Regions from separate parts of the Mus musculus genome. Here region 2 is linked to region 1. Evidence: chromatin contacts called from public Hi-C data. All regions are on one chromosome and are shown on one strand. Each heading gives the region's core, a stretch centred on a gene start, on an enhancer-like site or on the middle of the called end of the contact. The rest is flanking DNA. Distances are from core to core; before and after follow the strand shown. Region 1 overlaps 1110051M20Rik (RIKEN cDNA 1110051M20 gene). Region 2 overlaps 1110051M20Rik (RIKEN cDNA 1110051M20 gene).

What was found. Hi-C and Micro-C count contacts between places; a contact is called where the count stands out from the background.
Region 2: a contact with region 1 is called in a Hi-C map of the C2C12 cell line, with 1.5 times the contacts expected there. The contact joins two enhancer-like sites. A contact is called at or near these places in 18 of 484 Hi-C or Micro-C datasets (the C2C12 cell line, Sertoli cells, bone marrow-derived macrophages and 9 more), 5 of 115 datasets of contacts at active chromatin or transcription factors (differentiating embryonic stem cells, embryonic basal ganglia and embryonic stem cells) and 1 of 9 other capture datasets (embryonic stem cells).

What each region holds. Positions count from the first base shown.
Region 1 is chr2:91,311,306-91,316,171 of GRCm38.p6, reverse strand. All of the region lies in intron 3 of 1110051M20Rik (RIKEN cDNA 1110051M20 gene), which reads left to right. Among named protein-coding and RNA genes, the nearest start is that of Arfgap2, 49 kb to the right of the region's middle. Within about 2 kb of position 3,386, at least 83 of the 459 cell types and tissues checked have an H3K27ac peak or open chromatin away from gene starts, as enhancers often do. A contact at or near this core is called in the C2C12 cell line and muscle stem cells, where this site is marked.
Region 2 is chr2:91,386,508-91,391,158 of GRCm38.p6, reverse strand. All of the region lies in intron 2 of 1110051M20Rik (RIKEN cDNA 1110051M20 gene), which reads left to right. Among named protein-coding and RNA genes, the nearest start is that of 1110051M20Rik, 56 kb to the left of the region's middle. Within about 2 kb of position 2,703, at least 44 of the 459 cell types and tissues checked have an H3K27ac peak or open chromatin away from gene starts, as enhancers often do. A contact at or near this core is called in the C2C12 cell line and muscle stem cells, where this site is marked.

The sequences.
Region 1 (4,866 bases), core at 2,137-4,636:
GGCTGCATTATTAATGACATCTGTAGCATGAATAATGGCAATTCTAGCACTGGACATAGAGAGTTGTTGAGAGGATTAAAAGATGACTAAAGAGAAAGCAATAAGGGTTCAGTGGTAGCCAGGCAGTGGTGGCGCACGCCTTTGATCCCAGCACTTGGGAGGCAGAGGCAGGCAGATTTCTGAGTTCGAGGCCAGCCTGGTCTACAAAGTGAGTTCCAGGACACCCAGGACTACACAGAGAAACCCTGTCTCGAAAAACCAAAAAAAAAAAAAAAAAAAACCAACAAAAAATAAAAATAAATAAATAAATAAAAATTTAAAATGGTTCAGTCAGAGTTGTTATTCATACTCATTTCTAAATTGGCTTGCTCAGGGTCACTTAGCTAGTTAGTGAACAGCCACAGTTTGGACCTAAGCTGGTTGACTCAGGAGCCATCACATTCAGTCAGACCCACTCAGAAGTTAGAGACAGTGGTGTTTATCCTGCCTTTAGTAAAAACCCTGGAGATTTTTGTGTGGTAGTTTAGTTTCTTTGAAACAGGATCTCATCGTATAGTCCAGGCTGGCCTTGAACTTGTGAGTCTTCAGCCTCAGCCTGCCAGTGCTGGGGTTATATTATACCACCATGCTGAGTTTTGAATTTTATCTATGTTATTTTATTTGTGTGTGCGCACACGCACGCACGCTTGCATGAGTTCATGTGTACCATGTGTGTACAAATGTGCATAAAGGCCAGAAGAGGGTATTGAATTCCCCTAGAACTGGAGTTACAACAGATTGTAAGTCACCATATGGGTGTTGGGGGCTGAATCCAGGTCCTCTGTAAGCTGAGTGAGTGCTCTTAACCACTGAGCCATCTCTCCATTTCCCAAGCTGAGCTTTCCCATTTTCCATTACCTTTAGTCTGAGTGAGGGCCATTGTAGAGAAAGTTGAGTCAGAAAGGTTTTATTTCATCTATGATTGCCTTGGTCAGTGTTCTGTTGCTGTGAAGAGACACAATGACCATAGCAACTCTTATAAAGGAAAATATTTACTCGGGAGCTTACTTATATTCAGAGGTTTAGTTCATTGTGGCAAGAAGCATGGGGCGTGCAGGGAGACATGGTGCTGGAGAGGTGGCTGAGTGGGCTACATCTGGATCCACAGGCAGCAGGAAGAGAGAGACACTAGACTTGACTTGGGCATTTGAAACCCCAAAGCCTACCCCAGTGGCACACTTCCTCCAACAAGGTCTAGTCCTGTCAAATAGCACCACTCCCTAATGACCAAATATATAAGCCTACTGGGCCATTCTTACTCAAACCACCAGAATGATATATATTAAAGTTCCATGTAAGATTTTTTTGTTTGTTTGTTTGTTTGTTTTTCGAGACAGGGTTTCTCTGTGTATCCCTGACTGTCCTGGAACTCACTCTGTAGACCAGGCTGGCCTCGAACTCAGAAATCTGCCTGCCTCTGCCTCCTGGGTGCTGGGATTAAAGGCGTGTGCCACCACGGCCGGCAAGATTTCTATTTTTAAGTGTATCCTTTAAATATATATTTTTTTTACTTTCATATTTGACATCTCTATCTTATGGGTGGAAAACTGAGGCCTAGTCAGAGGAAGTTGTACCCAGAGGAATGTTCTTCACAGAACTCAGACCAAGGCATTGCCTCTGCATCATGATGTGTCTCTGAAACAGAACAGACTTTTTCTTTTTGAAAACAAGCTGGATCGCTTCATTCTGACGGTAAAACCCCATAAAACGTCTTACACCTCCTCCTTTCCAAAGGCTGAGTGAGTCGTTTTAGATATCAGCCATCACGGACAGGAGGGCTATCTATCCTCTCACCTTCAGACACTGTGAGGAAAGGCTCAAGTTCCTTCTCCATGTTAGCTCTTGACCTGCTGAACCGTTTCTGTGTACTTGAGAGCAGGCGTGGGTTTTAGCACTCAGAAGCACATGCTTGGCTTGACTCTTGCATCTTGGTTTTGTGGTATCTATTTGAATGGGAAAACACGGTCCTCTTTAGAAGTAAAGCAAGATGGCCAGGCAGTGGTGTGGCACATCCTTTACTCCCCACACTCAGGAGGCAGAGGCAGGCAGTCTCGGTGACTTTGAGGCTAGCCTGGTCTACAGAGTGAGTTTCAGGACAGCCAGGGCTACACAGAGAAACCCTGTCTTGAAAAAAACAAACAAACAAACAGACAGGCAAACAAACAACGAAACAAACAAACCCAATACCCTTCCTTAGTCCACCCAACCTCAATAGTCCTATCTGAGGGCAGGAGACAGAGCTGTACCCAAGAGCGCGACTCAGTGTAGGGGTCGTAGGTGGCAGGTCAAGCCTCTGTTTCAAGTTCCCAGTGGTGGGTAGAGATGGTCATGATTAGTCCACAGACCTGACCAAACTGCCAGGATGTGTATATATAATCTTTTATTGAAAATGCCCACATTTCTTTACATTTGTATCTGATACCACAGTTCCTGGGCAGTTCTTGTTCATCTTAAACATTGCCACAAGATCATTGTCTTGACTGATTATTTAATAGTTTAGAACCCCACTGGCCAAACAGAAATAGGCAAGATATATTTCTCACTTGGTGTTGGGCTTGGTCATAATAAAATATAAAAATAAAGACTTTGGCTTCTTGCTCCTCTTTGAACACACTAAATAGAGCTCTGGGGAATGGTGATGTGGCAGAGGCCAGAGTTTATAATGGCTCAAGCATTATACCCCACAAGTGTTATTGGAAGCCATTGCGTCTCATTCCTTTTGTGGGGTCATCTCCCTTTCAGTAAATTAATTATTATTATTTCCCTCTATTTATAATATAAAATGAATGCTGCCAAAGAAGATAACATTTAGGAACACAGACTGTTCTTCTGTGCTTTGCTTGACAGCTACACGGCCCTTAGGATGCTGGCAGCTTTCCTGTGACTGTGGTACCAAGTGTTCCAAGGAGAGAGAAGCTGTCAGATGCCTTGCTCCCCACCCCACCCCCACCCTCTTTCTCCCTCAGTTCCCTTTCCCTCTACAGAGTAGCCCTGAGAAGTATTTACTCAGCTGCGGCCTGGTAACAAAGCCTCCATACCCTAGGGATGGGAAGGGGTGGTGTGGTCATGCCCCGAACTCTCCGTGGCCTTCCGAGCACCTCTTGGCAGAGCATGCTGGCCGAGGAGGAGTGTCTTTAGAATGAGCCTTCAGAGCGCCTGCAAAAAATGCACATAAAAACAATTGTAACTGAAAATTGAAGAGTCCACTCATGGTCTGTGGTGTTCTCTGGCCTCTGTGGCAGTTTCTATTGAAATCATGCAGCTAACCAGCTAGAGGTCATCCAGCCCTCTGGGTTTCCCGTGGCTTTGCAGTGTTTCATTATCTCTAGCCTTGATCCAGCACCAGCTCATACAGCTGACACAGGGGCGAGTCACACAGATGAGTTCAGACTAAACCCTATTGGACTGTATCCCCATACTTTGAGGGATAAAAGTCCTAGATTCAGGGCAGGCTCACTGAGAGAGGCAGAGCTCTGCCCCACGTCCTTCTGTCTGGTACCATTCTGCTGCTCTGTGGTGATGGCTCTCTGACTCTGGCCCAGGCACCATCTCCCAGGCCTCTGAGTACAGCCACATACCACCACAGCTCTGGTGAGAAAATGTGGTGGACACACATGGTGGTCTGCAAAGCGGATGTAGAAATGACTAAGCTGCCTCCACAGAGCTTCGGAGGCAGGAATTTCCACAGCAAAAAGGCAGGCCAGATGTAAAAAAAAAAGCTTTCTTCCCTTTCTTCCTTTTCCGACAAATGAGGCCAGGTTAGCTCTTGAGTACACTGAGTATCAATCATTTCTGCTAAATTGATTTTCTTGTCTAAAATAACCTTGTGTACCGGTCTCTAGGATTAGAGTAAGCTAACCAACAGGAGGAATACTCTGCACCTGGGTGCCCCTCACCTTGAGCTAGTGCTCACACTGAATCTGCTTATGGCGAAATACATTTCTGTGAGGCAACCCCTCAGCTTCCTTTGGTTTTCATGGTAAAAGTGGCCATTCATTCCTGTACAAAAGCATTCAGGGTGACTGAACTGAGCCCTCCCTCGGTGAGAAGATTCTGGGAGACCAGCAGCGTCTGCACCATGGTCCACTAGCTGTGGTTTATCGTCTATTGACAGTTGTAATGTCTACCAAATAGGACGGTTACCATTTTCAGTTCTTTGCAGCTCCTGGATTCCCTCAAATAGCCATTTCCAGAATAGTTTTTTTTTTTTTAAGACTTATTTATTTATTATATGTAAGTACACTGTAGCTGTCTTCAGACACTCCAGAACAGGGCATCAGATTTCGTTACGGATGGTTGTGAGCCGCCATGTGGTTGCTGGGATTTGTACTTGGGACCTATAGAAGAGCAGCCGGCGCTCTTAACCACTGAGCCATCTCGCCAGCCCCTCCAGAATAGTTCTTATGACTAGAGATCCTCCTCTGAATTCACACATTATCTTAATTTCTTCTTTTTTGCTGTGATAAAAATACTCTGGAAAGGGGGCTGGAGAGATGACTCGGTGGTTAAGAGCACTGGCTGCTCTTCTAGAGGATCCAGGTTCAATTCCCAGCACCCTCATAGTAGCTCACAACTGTCTGTGACTTCAGTTCCAGAGGACCTGACACCCTCACACAGATATAAATTCAGGCAAAATACCAAGGCACATAAATAAACAAAAACAAAAAAAATCAAAACCCAAAATACTCTGAAAAAGGAACTTTAAGGATAAAGGGTCATTTGGGCTCACAGTTCCAGGAGGAATTCAGTGCAACATAATGAAGCAGGTGTGGTATCAGGAGCAGGAAGCTGAGAGGGAACAGGAATTGGAACCAGGCTATAAAACGG
Region 2 (4,651 bases), core at 1,454-3,953, 76 kb before region 1:
AACAGAAACACAAATACCTTGGATTTTGAGTGAAACTAGGCAAAGTCCTGGAAGCACCATTACCAAGAGCTCTTTTAGAAGCCTTGGGTAAAAAGATCAAAGACCTTGTAAGAAGACAACAACATAGCAACCTGATTTTAAAATACAGCATGTATAAAGCATTTTAATTACCATGATATTTATACTTTAAATTTTCCTTTGCTATAGAGTATAGAGTCTGTAATATCCAATCTTCATTGATTTCCCATCCTGAGGTGCATGCGTTCCCTGTTCCTGCTTGCACTGAGTGACCAACCTTATCAGAGCTGCAGATACTCCAGCTGACACTTAGTGGGCTTGCTTCTTTGCTAATACTGAGCGGGAAAGGAACTGAATTGGTATGCAGACAGTCAGCAGTGAACCACAGCATGCCAGGCTTTAAGAAATGTGTTTGGAAGTCTGAAGACTTCAAAAGGAAGTTTGAAACTCTAGCATGTGGGTGTGTGGTGCACACTTGTAATCCCAGCACTCAGAAAACTGAACCAGGATTGTGAACTCAAGAACATTACAGAGGCAGCAAGATGGCTTACTAGGTAAAAGTTTGTGTGCGAGCTAATGACCTGAGTTCAGCCTCAGCACCTCACTAAGACAGGATAATTAACTGCCCTGAAGTTGTGACTGGCCGGCCTTGCATATGCAGTATAACAGAAACAAGAAAGGAGACTGCCTTGGCCAAGGGAGAGGAGAGAACCAACTCTTGAAGTTGCCTTCTCACCTCCACATGTGTGTCATGTACTCATGGGTTCACACTCAAGTGGAGAGAGAAAGAGAGAGAGAGAGGGAGAGGGAGAGAGAGAGAGAGAGAGAGAGAGAGAGAGAGAGAGAAAAGAATGAATATTCTGAGATTCTGGCCTATATAGTGAGACTGTCCTAAAGAAGAAAGAGGAGGCTGGAGAGATGACTTAGCCTTTAAGAGCATACAGTGCACTTGAAGAGAATTTTGGTTTGGTTCCCAGCACCCACACTGAGGAGTTTTCAACCACCTATAACCCCAGCTCCACGGGATGCAATGCTGACCTTCCTGCCTTCAGAGATGCTTGCATTCATGTTCACATCCATACCCATAATCACATAATGACCAAAAAAAAAAAAAAAAAAGTAAAAAGAAAAAGTCAAGCTCTGGCAAGAACTTGACTATTATAAACAAAGGTCCTAAACTGGTGAATGGCCAGTGGATGCAGTACCTGCTGCCAAGCCTCGTAGCCTATAGGGAGCACACAGGACACTGGCAGTTAGACTGAGTTCCATTCCTTGGACATTTGTGGTGGAAGGAGAAAATTCACTCTTAGAGTGTGTTATCATGGCACACAGTGGTATACAGAAACACACCCACACACATACAAAATAGTCAGCATAGAAATACTATAAACCAAGATCCTGCCAGGGAGAGCTTACTCTCGGAGAAGCAGCATGTGAGAACTAAGTCCCTTGGTGTAGCCCCTCTGCAGAGTTAACCTGTATGGAAACAGGCTCCTCTACCCTTAGCAACAGGCCTGTTTGTGACAAGTGCTTTATTCCACTTCTATTTTAGGAAGATTCTTTATAGATCTGGTGACTGCATTTGAAGTGACCAAGGAAAGAAACTAGGGCTTTATCTTCCTCCTGCAGAGACTTTCCATAGCTCTTAAGGCCTGTGAGATGTCTTAAGTTTTTCTCTTCTTAATGCAGTAAAATCTATCACCAATATCACGGTCTGAAAATGAACTCTGCTATGGTAGTTACTTTGGCAGAAAAAAAATAATCTTGGTTTGAAATGTGAGTGCTTTAAGCTATTGCAAGAGAGACCTGATTGGCTCATCTCTGTCTTTCACTGTCTCAGAAATTATGAATTGCATCTGCTGCTATCAGCTTGGTTTCCTAGATTGGTTCACCTATGCCTATACAGTGAGTCAGGAATTGAGGAATGATTTGCCCTTGTCATGGTGAATTCGTTAATCTGCTTTGGCTCCAGGTGGGTTGCATGAATGAAACACACACACACACACACACACACACACACACACACCCCACACACAGCTAATTTTAATATGCCTTGGTGTAATGGTTGGGCACTTCTTTTTTTCTTTTTTCTTTTTTTTTTGTTGTTGTTGAAAATATTTAATCCCAATGGGAGGCTTTTACTCTGCCTTTAATTATGCAGTTCCCAGATAAAAGACACATGTGACCTTAAGCCTTTATCAGCACCAAAGCCGAGCAGATATCTCTCCTCTATGCCATTCGAATCTGCTTTCCTATTGATAACCCTGACTTATTACTCACTATGTTCCATCTGGGCTGCTCTTAACTCCAATTGACCAGCCCTCGTGGACATGATTTTAACATTCTTTTTGTGTGTGTGTGTGTGTGTTTCATGTATTTTTATTTTTATTTTTTTTACATTTTTCCCCTTTTTTTTTTAAATTGGGTATTTATTTCATTTACATTTCCAATGCTATCCCAAAAGTCCCCTACACGCTCCCCCACCCACTCTCCCACCCACCCACTCTAAACCTCCTTGTGATTAGGGAACACTCCCCTCTGGCATTCCTAGCTTAATACCTTTTAATTTTATATTTTATCTCTGCTGCCTTGTTACCTCTGGACAGCTGCCCCACCCCCACCCCAGGGCTGCTTTCCCTTTCCTCCCACATTGCTGGATAACTTCTCTCCTATGGCTCTTAAATCTGATCCCTCTGCCTCTGAGTCATGGTGATTCTCCTCTTCTTCCCTCTCCCTCCGTCCCTTGCCCACACAATCTAAAAGTTCCACCTTCTTCTCCCTGCCCAGCTATCGGCTGTATGACAATTCTTTATTACCAGTTGAAGCCAGCTGGAGGCAGGGACCCTCAGGTCTGGAATTGCAGCTTTTGGGAGTCAAATTAAGACAAAGCGCTAGAACCAGTTCCCAACAAGCCCCAACTGAATTTCTTCCAAAATTTCTTGTTGATGTTTTACATTTACTTTTTTTGTATATGACACATGGAGGTCAGGAAAACAATGTTTTGGGTTTTTGGTTTTTTGTTTGTTTGTTTTGTTTTGTTGGGTTTTTTGTTTTGTTTTGTTTTGAGGGTTTTTTTCTTTGTTTTGTTTTGTTTTGAGACAAGGTCTATGTAAGGTATTGGACCTCACTATGTAGAGCTGGCTGGCCTCAAACTCACAAAGATCTGATTGGACTCTGCCTTCCAAATACTGGGATTAAAGATGTACTCTACTATACCTGGCCTAGAAGACAACATTCAAGAGTTAGTTCTCTCTTTCCAATGCATAGATCCCAGGGATCAAATTCAGGTCATCAGCCAGTGTTCCTTATCTGCTGCTGAGTCAGAGTCCTCCTCTCCATAGCCCAGTTGGGAAGTATTTGAAAAGCCGAAGATCTTGTACTTTGTACTTGTAACTAAGCTACTGTTGACAACATGAAGACAGAGTCTCAGCAGGCACCTGCAGTGTGGCAGGCTTTGGATGTGCAATGTTTTTTCCTAAATCACATTATTGATTGATTTAGTGTGTGTGTGTGTGTGTGTGTGTGTGTGTGTGTGTGTGCGTGCGTGCGTGCACACACACATACATACAAGTGCCATGCAGTGCATTCGGAGGACAGAGGCCAGCTAGCCAGAGTCAGTTCTCTCTACATAGCATGTGGATCCCAGGTTGATGGTAGTCTTGAAGGCAGATGCTTTTACCTGCTGAGCCATCTAGCTGGCTGGGTCTCTGCGTTCTAGTCCACTTACACTTCTTTATTGCTTCAGAGAATGCACAGTCAATGAACCCAATAGCTTTCCTGATTCATATCTGTGTACAGAAGCTCATTCCAAGTGCACTACATATTAAAACCACCTTTGTCAAAATCCTTGTACACAGGATCCCCACTCACTTCCTCCCACAGTAGGTATACTGCACGTTCAAATGGCAGAATGGCAGATGGCCACAGGACAGTGAAGTAGTTAGGAACACTGTGGCTGAATTCATGTCTGGGAAGGGCTTTAGAGCTCAGTAGAAGGAGCAGGGGGTGAGGCAGCTTGTGCACAAGTGTGTTGTCTAAATGGCTTCAGGGTTCTGCAACACAGGCTGAATGGTCACGCTCCACCGACATCTCTCATCAAGTTACTGTTGCCAAATTCTGTAGTAGATAGGCAGTGCAAAGAAAACATTTAAGAGCTTTAGGCCTTGTCTGAGCTTCACAAGGAAGGAAAGAACAAATCCATGAATTGTTACTTCAGGGACCAATTTGTACAGAGGAACATATCTTTAGGGTTTGCCAACTTTTTGAAGAACAAAACTCCAGTCTTTCAGCAAAGCCCCAACAACTGAAAGAATGAGTTTTCATAGTGAAATTTGAATACCCAGTGGTTCATGCTATGCAGGAATTCAGTAACAGGGTCTGTCTGTGACATCATCATGGTATTATGGGGTATAAAGCCATCCTCTGTAAGACCTGCATGACTTTGTTTGCTCCTCCGTGACAGGGAAAACCTCCCATTTAAGATGTGCCTGTGCACCGACATCCCAGCCCACAGGAGGAAACCTGGGGGAAGGAAGCCAGCCAGTAAGCATGGCTAGGGGCCTCAGGAGACAAAGAAAGCAACTGGAATGTTCTTTAAATAACAAAAAATTGGTAACAAAACACAAAATTAACA